Regions from separate parts of the Capra hircus genome. Here region 1 is linked to region 2. Evidence: chromatin contacts called from public Hi-C data. All regions are on one chromosome and are shown on one strand. Each heading gives the region's core, a stretch centred on a gene start, on an enhancer-like site or on the middle of the called end of the contact. The rest is flanking DNA. Distances are from core to core; before and after follow the strand shown. Region 1 has its middle 71 kb from the start of ST3GAL5. Region 2 holds the start of ST3GAL5 (ST3 beta-galactoside alpha-2,3-sialyltransferase 5).

Region 1 (3,256 bases), core at 325-2,824, 71 kb after region 2:
TTTCTCATCTGTTAAAGATGTTCAGGCTGGATTTAGAAAAGGCAGAGGAGCCAGAGAGCAAATTGCCAACATCCACTGGATCATAGAAAAAGCAAGAGAACTTCAGAAAAACATCTACCTCTGCTTCATTGATTATGCTAAAGACTTTAGACTGTATGGATCACAACACACTGTGGAAAATTCTTAAATAGATGGGAATACCAGACCACTTTACCTGCCTCCTGAGAAACCTGTGTGCAGGTCAAGAACCAACAATTAGAACCAGACATGGAACAATGGACTGGTTCCAAATTGGAAAAGGAGTATGTCAAGGCTGCATATTGTCACCCTGCTTATTTAACTTCTATGCAGAGTACATCATGCGAAATGTCAGTCTGGATGAAGCATAAGCTGGAATCAAGATTGCTGGGAGAAATATCAATAACTTCAGATATGCAGATGACACCACCCCAATGGCAGAATGCGAAGAGAAACTGAAGAGTCTCTTGATGAGAGTGAAAGAGGAGAGTGAAAAATCTGGCTTAAAACTCAACACTCAAAAAACTAAAATCATGGAATCTGGTCCCATCATTTCATGGCAAATAGATGGGGAAACAACGGAAACAGTGACAGACTTTATTTTCTTGGGCTCCAAAATCACTGCAGATGGTGACTGCAGTCATGAAATTAAAAGACGCATGCTCCTTAGAAGAAAAGCTATGACCAACCTAGACAGCATATTAAAAAGCAGAAACATTGATGGCAAAGGTCTGTCTAGTCAAAGCTATGGTTTTTCCAGTCGTCATGTATGGATGTGAGAATTGGACCATAAAGAAGGCTGAGCACCGAAGAATGGATGCTTTTGAACGGTGGTGTTGGAGAAGACTCTTGAGAGTTCCTTGTCCTGCAAGGAGATCCAGCAGTCAATCCTAAAGGAAATCAGTCCTGAATATTCACTGGAAGGACTGATGCTGAATCTGAAGCTCCAATACTTTGGCCACCTGACGCGACGAACTGACTCACTGGAAAAGACCCTGATGCTGGGAATGACTGAAGGCAGGAGAAGGGGACAACAGAGGATGAGATGTTTGGATGGCATCACCGACTTGATGGACACGAGTTTGAGCAAGCTCCGGGAACTGGTGATGGACAGGGAAGCCTGACGTGCTGAGCAACTGAACAACAAAAAAAGAGGGCATGGGGAGAGAGGGTTGTGGGGAGGGCAACACAAATTAATTTCCCTTTGAAAGTGTTAGTCGCTCAGTCATGTCCAATGCTTTGCGACTCCATGGACTGTAGCCTGGAAGAAATTGTGGGTGCTTGCTCAGTTGCGTCCGACTCTTTGTGACACCATGGATGGTAGCCTCCCAGGCTCCTCTGTCCATGGAATTTTTCAGTTAAGAATACTGGAATGGGTTTCCATTTTCCTTCTTCAGGGGATCTTCTCAATCCAGGGCTTGAACTTGTGTCTCCTGCCTTGGCAGGCGGATTCTTTACCACTGCACCACCTTGGAAGCGCAGTAGGGAGAAAATCCCAACACTAAAAGGAGTGGCTGTTAGAATGGACCACAGCGCCACCTCGCCACCTTGTGTCTATATGGTGTATGGCAGCTCTCAGAGCACAGGGCTTCCAGAGCAGGGAGTCCGCCCCTTTCCGGTGCAGGTCAGGCCTCCTCTTCAGCTGAGGTTACTTCCCTCCTTCCTGGTTGGCCCCTTTCCTGTGCGGGTCAGGCCTCCTCTTCAGCTGAAGTTACTTCCCTCCTTCCTGCTCTATCTCTGACCACTTCTTGGGTTCACCTTCCCCCCTCCAAGTCTCTGCTCTTGATCTTCTCTTCTTTTCCCCTTCGATTGTAATCTCTTCCTGAGAAATCATCCACTCTCACAGGTCACCCTGGCTCTCTTTTCTCCCACACCCAGGTCTGCAGTGGGGCCTCCCCCTCAAGTCTTCAGAGCCACAGCCTAGCCTGTCCGTCTCCTGCAGGACATTGCCTCCTCCCCAGCTAGCCTGGATCTCAGACTCCAAATGCAGAAAATTCTAGGGCTCTTCCACTAAACGACTCAGTTTAGGCAACTGATAGGCAACATCTCGCAGGTAACAAATTCCTGGTGGCTCCGATGGTAAAGAATCTGCCTCCAATGCAAGAAACCTGGGTTCAATCCCTGGATCGGGACGATCCCCTGGAGAAGGGAACGGCAACCCATTCCAGTATTCTTGCCTGGGAAATTCCATGGACAGAGGAGCCTGGTGGGCTACAGTCCATGGGGTCACAAAAGAGTCAGACACGACTTAGCAACTAAACAGCAACATTTGTAGCATTATCTAATATTATCTAATAGGGAAGTGTGCTACTCAAGATCATGATCTTATAATGCTTAGCCAAAAGTAGCAGAGACCTTTGACCTATGACAAAGCAATTTCAATCCTGGGTACATAATTTAATTGCTGATAAATTCTCACACAGGTCTAAAAAGGAAACGTATAAAAATATGTATCATAGCATGTTGGTGGATGCAATCTAGGTGTCCACCCTGGAGGAGCAGATGGGTCCAGCGTGGCCCATGTACACCCCATGAAGTACGACATAGCAGTTAGAGGCAACCGGACCTGCTGTAGATGCTACAAGATGGATCTAACTTCAAATCAAAGAGCTGAGCATAAAAAGCAAAGAACAGAATGAGACCTTTGTCAGTCCAATGGGCGAAATGGAAAGCACTGGAAATATTTTAAACAGAGAGGCTTGAACACAAAGCCTTAGTGATAAAGGGGTTGGATTGCTATAGGAACAAAGTGGAGGTTAAAGCTACTTACAGATTCATGCCTGCAGGAAGCAAAGAGCAACAGTGTTACAAGAACCACCACCACTGCTCCCTGCCGAGCTGCTCCCAGTAGCCCCCTCCCCCACCCCACAAAAGGCTTTTCCCATCTTCCCCCTCCAGTTTCCCTCCATTGCCTCCCATCATCACCAGAACCTCACAGGTAGAAAGGCAGGAGAGTCAGGGACTCTCCAGGTTTTTGGATTTCCAGACCCTGCAGTGGAGATGACGGTCTAGACAAGCAATCAGGAGCCAATGCACGTGACCCAGCATAGCCCACCTCTTTGCACCTCAGCATCCATGATTGATTGATTTAGTTCCTAAGTCATGTCCGACTCTTGTGACTTCATGGACTTTAGCCTGCCAGGCTCCTCTATCCATGGGATTTCCCAGGCAAGAATACTGGAGTTGGTTGCCATTTCCTTCTCCAGGGGATCTTCCCGACCCAGAAATCAAACCTGGA
Region 2 (3,024 bases), core at 215-2,714:
CAGATAAAAGTAAAGAGTGTCTGATAAGGCAGGCCTCTGTTTATCTCCAAGAGAGAGGGGCTGGAGGTGCTTAGCATTCTCCTTGCAGCTGTCACTGACCCCAGAGAGCTAGGCCTCGGCTCTGCTAGCCAGCCTTGGCCAACACTCAGAATTCAGATCTCCTAGTGACAACTTTTCCTCCAATATTTTAAAAATGCTCACATGTCCTCACCTTTAAATAATCGAGAAACACTTTTAGGACAAAATCCTTTTGAAAGGTGTGAAGGCAGTCCTTCCATGCTTTCCTTTCCAAGTTTTCCCTCTTGATCTTTGTTACCCAAGATCCCACATTTTCCCCCCAGTCCCCCTGCCCCCAGCTGGGGAAGAGGACAGACAACTCCAAGTCCTGTTTAGAACTGTGCAAACCGTGCGCCAACTGTTGCAAAAAAACAAAAAAAAGTGACAAGACTCTCCGTTTATGCAAATATATTTGGCTCCGTGTCTAGGATCTTGCTTTTCAAACTGGAACCATAACCTACATTACAGGCACATGACTGCGATGCCCTGTGTTCGCCAACCCCAAAAGAAAGTCTGAAGGCAGAACAACTTCACCGACCTTACTGAAGACTCAACAAGTCCTACTGCACAGAAATGTCGCAAGGCGCATAATATACACCTGGCTCTATTAAAGAAACAACATATCGTGTGCTTTCAAGTCTTTTAATTCCTGAACTTGGGGATTCACGAATATTCACGCTTTAAAAAACTGTATGACATTTCCTCTCCAGATTCAAGGGGGACTCCAGAGATACGGAAATGAGCGCTCCAAACGCAGGTTCGCATTCATACTCTGCCACTAAAAGATTTAGTGTGACTCACTTCTGCTGAGTCTCAATAACCCATCCCCGAAATTAGTGCTCTCTCACTTTTCTCCAATACTTGGAACAACATAAAACTGTTCAGTAAATCTCCAGATACACTCAGGCAGCTCTCGTTGTTGTCTCCAGGGCCCCAGGAACTCCAATCCAGTGTTGTCTGCAGGTCCATCCCAGAGAATAAAGCACGTGACTCCATAAAGCCCCTTCATTCAGCGGCTCCGCGTCTACGAGTGCTCTGCGCAGTAAAAGCCTATACTCAGTCCAAACACCTTTTGTTCCTTCACCATCTAACCGCGCGCAGAGATCTAGAGGGCGGTGGGTGCCTGGGACCCCGTCAGCGCCAGCACACAGCCCAACGCGCGTCCAGCTGGGGGCGCCCGGCTCCCCTAGGCCAGCTGGGTGGAGGGTTGCGAGTCCAGGGAGCGGAGGCAGCCTCGGGAGCCCTCGCGCGCTCTGATTGGTTCTCGTGTCCTCGTGACTCCAAGGCCCGCCCCCGCCCCTCCTCCGCATCCGAGCCGGGGAGCGCTCGGTCTGGGACTGAATGGGCGCTAGCGCGGCGCTGGGGGCGGGCCGGGGCGCGGGGCCCGGGACTAGAGGCAGGCTGGCGCCCGCTCCCTAATATGCGAAAGAAGGCGGCGGGTGGCGCGGAGCGGCGTCCCCTGCAGCCGCGAACCGAGGCGGCGGCGGCGGCACCTGCCGGCCGAGGTACGTGGCGCAGCCCCCTCCTCGGCGTAGCGGGGCCCGCTGGCCGGGGGCGGCGGCGGCGATCGGTTCCTGCCCCCGCGTGGCTGGGCCCGGCGGCTCCGCCCCAGCCTCCTACGGGCAGCGCCCAGGGCACGGCTCCCCCAAATGCGCCTGGCGGGGGCGCGGGCTGGGCGTCGTGGCCTCGCGCGGAGCGGACCGGCTCGGTACGCCGCGGCCCGCGCAAGTGTGGACGCGGTGGAGACGGAGGGGTGAACGACCGGGATGTGCGCTCCAGGCGCGGTGTCCCTTTCCCTTCTGTGTTCCGCAGCGACTTGAGGTTTAATTCATTGCTCGAAGCTTCCGAGCTCATTTCCCCGGGACAGGATTGGGGGTCCCTCGGTGACTAGCAGCTCCGGCGACTGCCTTTCGCATCCATCGGGAAGGCGTGATGTGCAGTGTCTGCAGGTACAAATTCGCCAGTGACCTTTTGTGCCCACTCTGTGCGGCCAGCCCTGCGGAAGAGACACGTTTTGTGGTGACCTTTGGTGTTTCCTGAATTGTAAGGAGTAGCTTGACATGGGCGTGCATTCATATGCGCCTTTAGTGTGTTAAGTAATACAAGATTTTCTGAGAGCATCTTCGAATAGGAAGAAGCTAGGTTCTGCCCAACCCCACAAGAGGTGGGTGACCTTGGCCACGCTGATCCCCCTGTAAGACTCCATCTCCTGATCTGTAGTGGGAGGCTTGTCCTGCAGATGGCCAAGGTCCCTTTCAGGCCCCTGGTTCTGTGGTTCTGATGGCAAATGTGTTCGCCAATGAAGAGGGTCCTGCGGAATCACTAGCTCACTGGAAAGACACATTTTTTGTCTTCATGTCTTAGTTCATGCCTGTGGCCTTTGCTTCATTAAGTATCAGTCTGTTTAAAAAGGAAAATGGTTTTTACCTGCCAGCGTACATCTGCCCCTTTGGTTTACCTGCTCATCAGGCCAAGCATGGATCTGACTTTGGGATTACAAAGAGGAAGGAGATGTGGCTCCTGCCCTCTGGTGTTAAGCTGAGCCCTCCACTTGATAATCTGCTTCCACAGAAGAGAGGAACCTTGGGGAGGAATCCTGTCTGCTGAGTGAAGGGGCACAGAAGCAGAAACTGTCAGGATGAGTTGTGGTTTCACTCGCCTAATCCTGAAAGCTTGACAGGTTAGGAGAATGTCCTACATTTCTAGTTGTAGAGCCAGGAATCACCTGAATTCCAGCCAGGGCTTGGACGAGGAGAGACTGATGTAAACGGGCAGAGCCCTGTGACCAGAGTATAGTGAACCGCTTCATAGGTCTGTCTGGTGTCTGAGGGACGCTATTTCTGTGAGATGAAATGAATCTTGGTTATGATTAGTTGTTGGGTCTTCCTCTAGGCGAGAAAAAAAAATGGGTGAGGTGAGAAGGCATGAAGGTGTTTGTGGAAGAGAGAGGGAGAGGGCTGACAGGCA

What was found. Hi-C and Micro-C count contacts between places; a contact is called where the count stands out from the background.
Region 1: a contact with region 2 is called in a Hi-C map of blood, with 4 times the contacts expected there. The contact joins the enhancer-like site here to the promoter of ST3GAL5 in region 2. A contact is called at or near these places in 2 of 5 Hi-C or Micro-C datasets (both in blood).

What each region holds. Positions count from the first base shown.
Region 1 is chr11:48,644,292-48,647,547 of ARS1.2, forward strand. No RefSeq gene overlaps it. Among named protein-coding and RNA genes, the nearest start is that of ST3GAL5, 71 kb to the left of the region's middle. Within about 2 kb of position 1,575, at least 1 of the 5 cell types and tissues checked has an H3K27ac peak or open chromatin away from gene starts, as enhancers often do.
Region 2 is chr11:48,573,591-48,576,614 of ARS1.2, forward strand. It overlaps ST3GAL5 (ST3 beta-galactoside alpha-2,3-sialyltransferase 5), which reads left to right and starts at 1,465. Exons shown (of 7, transcript NM_001314180.1): 1 at 1,465-1,562. The coding sequence starts at 1,478.